Linked DNA regions of Mus musculus: region 1 is linked to region 2. Evidence: chromatin contacts called from public HiChIP or PLAC-seq data. All regions are on one chromosome and are shown on one strand. Each heading gives the region's core, a stretch centred on a gene start, on an enhancer-like site or on the middle of the called end of the contact. The rest is flanking DNA. Distances are from core to core; before and after follow the strand shown. Region 1 holds the start of Lockd (lncRNA downstream of Cdkn1b). Region 2 overlaps Etv6 (ets variant 6).

Region 1 (3,997 bases), core at 303-2,802, 760 kb after region 2:
GCATCCTTGGCTGTCCAGAACCGCAGACCTGGGCAAGGAAGAACTGGGGGAAATAAGGATTTGGGGAGGGGGCTGTGATGGGTTAGATTGGGGGACTATGGACATTCACTAGTGGGAGGGAGCAAGCAGTCGGCCTTTCAAGCCACTGTGTGCCCACCACCCTGGCTGCACTGAGCGACCTTTCCTGGGAGCCAGAGAATTGCCTTCGCCATTACACCATCATCACCAGAAAACACGATTGCTCGTCTAGCGCTTTGAACTAAAAGGTGTTTTGTTTAGAAGTCCACTTAGGATCCCTGATCTGTTTTTCAGAGCATGGATTCTTTTTCATTTGCCATCTTTCACCTGAGCCACACCCTACTCCTGCCCCCCCCTTTCCTGGCTTTAAAAAATAATAAAATTAAAGCAAAAAAGAAACCTTGCAAACGACACTGAGGGGTAAAAAGGCCATGGATCCTACTTAGAAACCTATGGGGTCGTCTCCCTGATTTCACTCGCGTGGGGTTGTAATAGGGTGGGGTCAGCCACAGGCGGATCCCGGAGAACCGAAAGTGCACTTATTTCCACGTACACTCAAGTCTCAAGTCCCTCGGGCCTCCATCCAAGTCACAGACTTATCATGCATAAGGACTCAGCAGAGGTAGGAACCAGAAATTAGGAAATCTTAAAAAATAAAACAAAAGAAAAACCCCTTATCCATGCTTTGGGCGCGAAACCTCGACGCGCCTCTAAAAGGAACGTTAAGAAAAAGGCCGGGAGAAGGGCGCGCGGTTCGGGCGCCGGCCGGGGGATTGCATCATTTGCGGCTCCCCCTCCAGAACCCGGACTGAGAACCGCAGCCACCATCATGGCGCTCGGGTCGGGACGCGGGAAGCGCGTCCAGGCCGCGGCCAGCGAGCTTAGAAGCGTTTGCAAACTTGTTACTTGGCGGCGGAGCGCCGGTCTCTGGCCCCCTCCTTCCCTTTGTGTGCGTGTGCATGTGCGTGCGTACGTGTGTTTGCGTGTGCGCGTGTGTGATGTGTGCATATAAAGCGAGAAGTTGAAGTTTCTCCCTCTGGCCTTCCCCAAACCCCCCCTCCCTCGTCCCGAGCTGGTGGTTGTAAACTTGATTGGCATTGGCTGCGCCCACTGACCCCTGCACCGAGTCCACTGAAGATTTAAGGTGGATCTGCGAGGCTGCAGCTGCAGGCGGAGCCTCGCGCTTAACTGAGTTTTGGAAGAAAAAAAAAAAAAGCCTAAACCGTGCGCCTGCTGCGTTTTACGAATCCTTCGGTCCACAGGTCCGCGGGTCCCCGCCCAGCCCGCCGCGCTTCCCCCGCCCACCTTCCCCTGCTTCCCCATTGGCTCGCGCCTGCAGTTTGAATTTTTTTTTTTTTTTTTTTGGATGCTTGTTTTCTTGTTAAAAAAAAAAAATTACCGTACGGTAGATCATGTGATGAGACTTAGTTGGGGAGTCTGAGGTGGGGTGTTTTAGCTGGTTTGATTGCAGGTAGTAGGGAGTAGGATGGGTGGAGCTTTCTGTTCCAAAAGTTGCCCCCCCCCCGCCCCGCCCGCAAGTGCCGTTGACAGAATGCAGGCGGGAAGCTTCAGTTTGGGTAGAGATGTAGCATCAAACATTCACGGATGTCCAGGGAGCACGGGCACACAGGCTGCTGGCCAGAGGTACTAGGAAGGTACAGGCGGGAGTTCGACGAGGACGCACCTTCCCCTGTCTTGGAAAGGTAGACTTGGGGAGGGCGGGAGCGGGTAGTTATCCTAGAAATGAATATTACCCGTCATAGGAATAAACCAACCAAATACAAGGTGTGGCTATAGACTCTATATAGAGCAAAAGAGGTGTTATTTCTGGGGTTAGAGTGTCAAAATCCATCAGGACAAAGGCAGTCGGTGTCATTTTCTTCCTTTTTAACCTTAAAGGGGGGGGGGAACCTGTCTGTTTTCCAGGTTTGGTTCCCCACCCCCCCTTGTGAGGATGAGAAGGGGACATAAAGTCCCCTTTTGATTTCTGGGTCAGGAAACTCATTGGAAAGAGTTTGTTAAGATCTAGGAGGATTCAATTAGTAGAACAGGTCTAATACAAGTGATGGCTTTTATTAATTAGGATCCAACTATGTTTTTCTTTGCAGTGAAGCTTTTAAAACGTCATAATAATTAAACAGTAGTCCTAGATCAGTCTTTCTCTTTATCAGGGACATCTCATATGTATACCTTTCTTTGCCTTTGCCTTTTTTTTTTCTTCCCTTTTTCTTTCCTTAAAATAATTTCTCCTGATATCTCCTTTCAGTCTGTTTTAGCCAGAAGCCCAGCCTTAGCCTCCATTGGCCCCTGAACCAGTATGCCATGTTCTTAGTTTTTTAGCTGTCTAGTTCTGACCTTACCTCTCCCAGTCCACTAAGCTCCTTGACCCCGTCCATAAACCAACATGTTTGAGCTGCTCTCCAGGCTGTATTCATGGACTCTGTTAGAGGCTCAGTGCTTACCTCTGCCTTTCAGAGGACACATCCGATCAGAATGAGCAGTCCATGAGGAAAACCACATCCCTGGAAGGAGGAAGCTAGTCTCAGAAACAGGTCTTCATCTTGAGTGTGAGCCAAGCAGGGATTTGGATGGTCCCCGGACAGGGGTGTCATAGATAAAGATTCAGATAGCACGTGACTGTGAAAACAGGCTTGGAAACTTGGGCTTGGCATGGTGGAGCACACCTGTAATCTGAGCACTTGGGAGCTGGAGGCAGGAGGATCAGGAGTTCAAGGCCTGCTTAGGATACTGAGAGACTTTGCAGTCAGCCTGGGCTGCATATAACCCTCCCTACCTCGAATATACCAACAAGCGTACAAACAAAGGAGGTCATAAATAAAACCCCACTGGACATGGTGGTGTACAGCTTTAATCCCAGTACTCGTGAGGCAGAGGCAGATGGATCTCTATGAGTCCCAGGTCAAAAATAAATGCATTACTACTAATAATGGCTCCCCTCCCTCTTTCTCCCTCCCTCTACTTCTTGCTGGTCTTGAACTTGATGTGTCTGACGTAATCTCTTAACCAGATGGGACTGTAGGCACGTGCTACTGTATCCACCCTAACTTTTCATACTAAAGTGAAGCCTTTACATTTAGGCTCTGGAACAGCTAAATAGAAATCTATGGACATCTAGGTCTTGGGGGTGGGGAGGGGGAGGTTAAGTGTTTTCCGTGTGAGCATGACGACCCGGGTTTGGATTCCCGGAACTTATATAAAAAGCCAGCAATGGCAGTGCACGTTTTTAATCCCAGGGCTGGTGAGTGGAGAGAGAAAAAGTAGATTCCTGGGTTCTAGTGGCCAGCCATTCTAGCTAAAAAAATGGAGGGCCATAAGAGATGCCAGTGAGGACCCCCGCCTCCACATAGGTACACCCCATGCATGACACATGCGTGCACACAAAAGAAATCTACTAGCTAAGGTAACCTTTAAACAGTACTAGGTGGGAGCCAAATAATTGGGGTATGTACTGCTGACGGTGGTCCCAGACACAGAACAGAGCAGAAAAAGTTCTGCATATTGAAATATCATAGCACTGTGCACTGTCCACACGTTTGCGGCGTTCCTGGCGCAGACAAGCCAAGGGTGCTGTCAACTGTGTAAGAGTACAGCCATCCAATTATGTACAATACTCGATAATAATAAATTAACTTTAAAAGAGTTCTTTTCTGGTCTCTGATCCTTCAGAGTCATCAAAGGAGAGAGCAATTCTATGCATGTCACTGCCCCTAACTTTTACCTTCCGGGGAAGACAGGATACAAGGTAGATGTCGTTGTACTGTTTTTGTTTTCCACTGCCTGGCTAGAAGCCAGAGCCTTGTGCATGGTAGGTGAGCATACTAAAATTGAGTGAATCTTAGGCTAGCCTTGAATATAAGGTGTAACTACACCTACAACTTCAAGTAGTCTTCCTTCTTCTGCCATCCCTCCCCCCAGGAGCTTGAATTACAGTTGTACACCACCACACCTGGCTCAGGTA
Region 2 (4,042 bases), core at 229-2,728:
ACATTCCTAACCTGAAAATCTGAAGTGTCTCAAAAATCTGAAACTTTTTGAGCAATCCCATGACATTGTGAGTTCCATATTTGACCTGGAGCGACAGGTCACTGTGTACATATAGGCGCATGAAAAAATACTGTCTAAGATCTTCAGGGTGTGTGAGAGATGAGGGAACTTTGTGTTTAGACTCCTGTTCCTTTCCCAAGGTATCTTTGTCTGTCTGTCTGTCTGTCTGTCTGTCTGTCTGTCTCTGTCAATGTGTGTGTATGTATGTGTGAGTATATCCAGTGCATATATTATACACATATATATGCATATATACAATGTATACCCTTCTGGCCTTTCAGATAAGGACACTCAAGCTACAAGAGAAAATGCACAGCAGGAAGACATAATGCAGCTGTTAGGGCTGCTTGCCTAGTATGTAGACCACCCTGGGGTTGATTCCTAGCACTGCATAAATCAGGCACAGTGGCACAACTTCTTTAATTCTAATACTGAGGCGTGGAGGCAGGGGGATCAGAAGTTCAAAGCCATCCTAGGCTACATAGTAAGTTAGCCAAGTGAGTTAGCAAAGAATTTAAAAAAGAAAAGGAAAAAGAAAATGCTTTTCTTCAGAGTTCTTTAACCTCTAAGATTTTTTTCATTTATGTGTATGTGTATGCCACATGTGTGTAGTATGTGTGTATGTGCGTGCGCATGTACATACATATGCATGTATATGTTCCTATGCCTGAAGAAGCCAAAGGGATAGGATCCCCCTGGAGCTGGAGTCAAAGGTCTTTGCGAGCTGCCTAATGTGGATGCTGGGAATTAAACTTAGATCCTCTGGAAGGGCAATATTCACACTTAACCGCTGAGCTGTCTCTCCCACCACATGGAGTCTTGATTGAGACCTGGATGCCTGACTTACTGGTGCAAGGTTGCATGAATGATGACTTAGGGAGCTTGGCTTGTGGCAGTTGCCAGTGTGAAGTGATTTACCGTCAGCCCTCCCCCCTAACCCCCCCCGCCCCACACTGCCAGGCATCGTAGTGTGCTCATCCCCGTGCTCACTTATGGCATTATCTGCCATGAGTCACTGTTAAAGTTTCCCCAGAAGCAGTCTTTTCCCCAGAAATTGAGTTCCGGTTAGTTCCATCATAGTTTTCCTAAAGGTTTATCTTAACTATCTGTGGTATCAATGGACGCCACCCCCCCACCCCCCCGCCATGATACCCAGTGCTCCATACCTGTGTGTGTAGGTGACTCAGAATCTGACTCAAACACTGGGTAAAAAAAACTGTTATTTATATCCTGCTACATTTTTTTCTTGGGAGGTCTGATCGTCCAAAGTCTGTCTGGTTACTTGATGCCTGATGAAGATAGACATGACTCTTGTATTGAGCCAGAGAACTCATTTTTCACTTTGGCTAGGCATGTAATCCCGGGTTTGGAAGCTAGAAGCAAGCGGCTCGCGAGTTCAAGGTAATCTTTAGCTACGTAGTGAGTGTAAGGCCATCCTGAATTGTACGAACGACCCTGCCTCAAAACCAAACAAACAGAGCTCAAAAGGTCACATTTATTTCAAAACACTTAGAACTGACCCAGTTGTGCATAGTTAGTGTATTGCACATTATAAAAACCATGCTCTTTCTTCAAGGATAAATAAAGCCCATAGGTGGGTGATTCCAATGTAAAATGAGTTTCAAACATCACTTTCTTATACAACTGACGGTTTGGCCAGCCAGCCCTTCTGCCAGCTCTCCTCTGACTGTGGCTTAACATCCTGAAACTCACTGGCTGGAGTTGGAGGTTATTTCATTTCCCAGACAGCAAAACCATATTTTTGTTGTGAAATGAGAGAAAAATGCCTCTTGTCCTTTCCTCATCCAGCCCCTGGATCTTTCAGAGTTGCATTCAATATTCTGTTCTCCCATAGAGCAAGGCTTCCAGCAGACGTGAACACCGAGTGTCACCTTCCTCTTGTGAAAACGCAAGGATGCCTCCTAGGTAGTTATCCGTGCCTTTGTGAATGAGGGCCCCCTTAACATGAAGCCGTCACTGTCACTGCTCAGCTGTTTCAGTTTGTGGTTTCCAGGGTTCTTAGTTTGACAGAAGAGTGAGCCTGACAGGGGTGAGCCACCCCCAGAACACTAAGTACTGAACTTGCCAAGTTCCCATCCGAAAATGTTGAAATTCCTTTGACTTTCTCTTGTGACGGACTCCTGTGTGATCTGGGACTGTGGTCGGGTGCTAGTGATCATTGAATGGAGTGCTCAAAAAAAAGTCACATTATAAAAAGAGCCTAAAAATAGCCTCCAGATGAAGGAAGGGCACTTAACTTTTCTACCTGGGGAATCAGGACAAAAAACGTTTCCAGGATGGAAGTGACATAGTGCAAGTGATGTAACCAGTTGGCTGCCTGTTCTTTTCCTTTTTTTTTTTTTTTTAACCAGAAGGAAAACTAACATCATGTAGAAAAATCCCCTCAAGTTGTTAAATAGTCACTGAATGATGTAGCCTTTGGTACTTAATAGGATACCCTGACCAGCATGGAACTCGGGAACATTCATTTCTAAGGGTTTTTAATTGAAAATCTGATTGGTGTGGACAATTCGGGGCGTTGTATGAGGTGTTTTTCACAGAGGTGAAGGATAGCAAGAGAAGTCACTGAGGTGTGATCAGCTCAGCTCGCTCCTTTGTCACCTGCCTAGTGTGCTTCGTAACTCAGCAGGTGGGCACACTCTGTAAGTTCCATACAGTATCAAACCTTATTCTAGTAAAGGTTTGCTGTAGTATTCATTTTGCCGTTGGCAGCATTGCCAGTATGCTACCTTCAGCCTCTTCTGATTTTACATCGATGCCCAATCCTGTATGAAGAAGCCCACAAAAATAAATAAATAAATAAATAAATGGGTTAGGCTGGGACTACAGCTAGGTGGAATGATGCTTGCATAGTGTGTTCAAGGATATATGTTTGATAATCTGATACCTCCAAAGGAAGTGGGTTAATTGGGAATAATTCATTTTCTCTCATTCTGGCACAGATGTTTCAATGAGTATTTCTTGAGTTAATGAATCAGTCTATAAATTTTAATCTATTACAAAATCCATTTATGGATATATAATTGTTATTTCTTAGTTTGACAGATGCACTGATTTTTTTAAAAAAAATATGTATTTGGTGTGTGTGTGTGTGTGTGTGTGTGTGTGCAACTTTTGGGAGTTGCTTCTCACTTTTTACCTTGTTTTTTAAGTAGTCTCCCTTGTTTCTGCCACTGAACTGTATGTTCCAGGCTCACTGGCCCATCTTACTATATGGAAGTGCTGGAATTACAGGTGTCTGCATAAACTCCAGAAACAAACTCAGGTTGTCAAGCTTATAACAAGGCAAGAACTTGTACCTGCTGAGCTGTCTCCCCTGTTCTACCTAATTTTTTTAAGCTGCAATCTTTGCCTTTGGACCGCCAGCTTCCTAACAGAAGGATAAACACCTTGGATATAAATCCCAGGGAGTTACCCAATTCCATTAGCTTTCTAGCCCTCCTGCACCCTTGAACAGTGGAAAAACCCACTTCAAGAAAAAGATGAGTCTGGTTTCTTAACATGTAGCATCCAATTCTTTGGAAGTGTTTATGTACATTTTGTTTAAAATTTAAAAATCACAAAGCATAAACAAAAACCGAGCCACTTTAGTCGTTTCTGCTATTTGTCTAAGAGGAGAGAACTCAGAGATGATGCATTCTAATTTGTTGTCCAAGCCATGACTGTCTCTGGCATCCCAAATCAAACTTAACTCCCTGGTCCTTCCCCTCTTGTGGTGGTTTGAATGAGAGCTGCTCCCCAGAGGCTCAGGAGTATTTAAACTCCTGGTCTGTTGTGTCCGGCCAGCAGACCACAACCTGGGTTCTAGCCTGGAAAGGCATTTTGGAAACCTGGAAGAGAAGAGGGGCTAGGTGGCGAGAGAAAAGAATGTAGCCAAGACAGTTACTCTGATCAAGGCTCAAATTTTATTGTTGCGACACTAGTTATGAAGGAAGGGGGAGGGGACCCGATTCCCGCCGAA

What was found. HiChIP or PLAC-seq counts read pairs in DNA pulled down with a chosen protein or histone mark.
Region 1: an HNF4G HiChIP or PLAC-seq map of pancreatic cancer cells shows a contact between it and region 2. The contact joins the promoter of Lockd here to the enhancer-like site in region 2. A contact is called at or near these places in 1 of 484 Hi-C or Micro-C datasets (granulocyte-monocyte progenitors) and 4 of 115 datasets of contacts at active chromatin or transcription factors (bone marrow-derived macrophages, microglia, pancreatic cancer cells and 1 more).

The regions. Positions count from the first base shown.
Region 1 is chr6:134,927,540-134,931,536 of GRCm38.p6, forward strand. It overlaps Lockd (lncRNA downstream of Cdkn1b), which reads left to right and starts at 1,553. Exons shown (of 2, transcript NR_037956.1): 1 at 1,553-1,746.
Region 2 is chr6:134,163,128-134,167,169 of GRCm38.p6, forward strand. All of the region lies in intron 2 of Etv6 (ets variant 6), which reads left to right. Among named protein-coding and RNA genes, the nearest start is that of Gm52920, 21 kb to the right of the region's middle. Within about 2 kb of position 1,479, at least 21 of the 459 cell types and tissues checked have an H3K27ac peak or open chromatin away from gene starts, as enhancers often do. A contact at or near this core is called in pancreatic cancer cells, where this site is marked.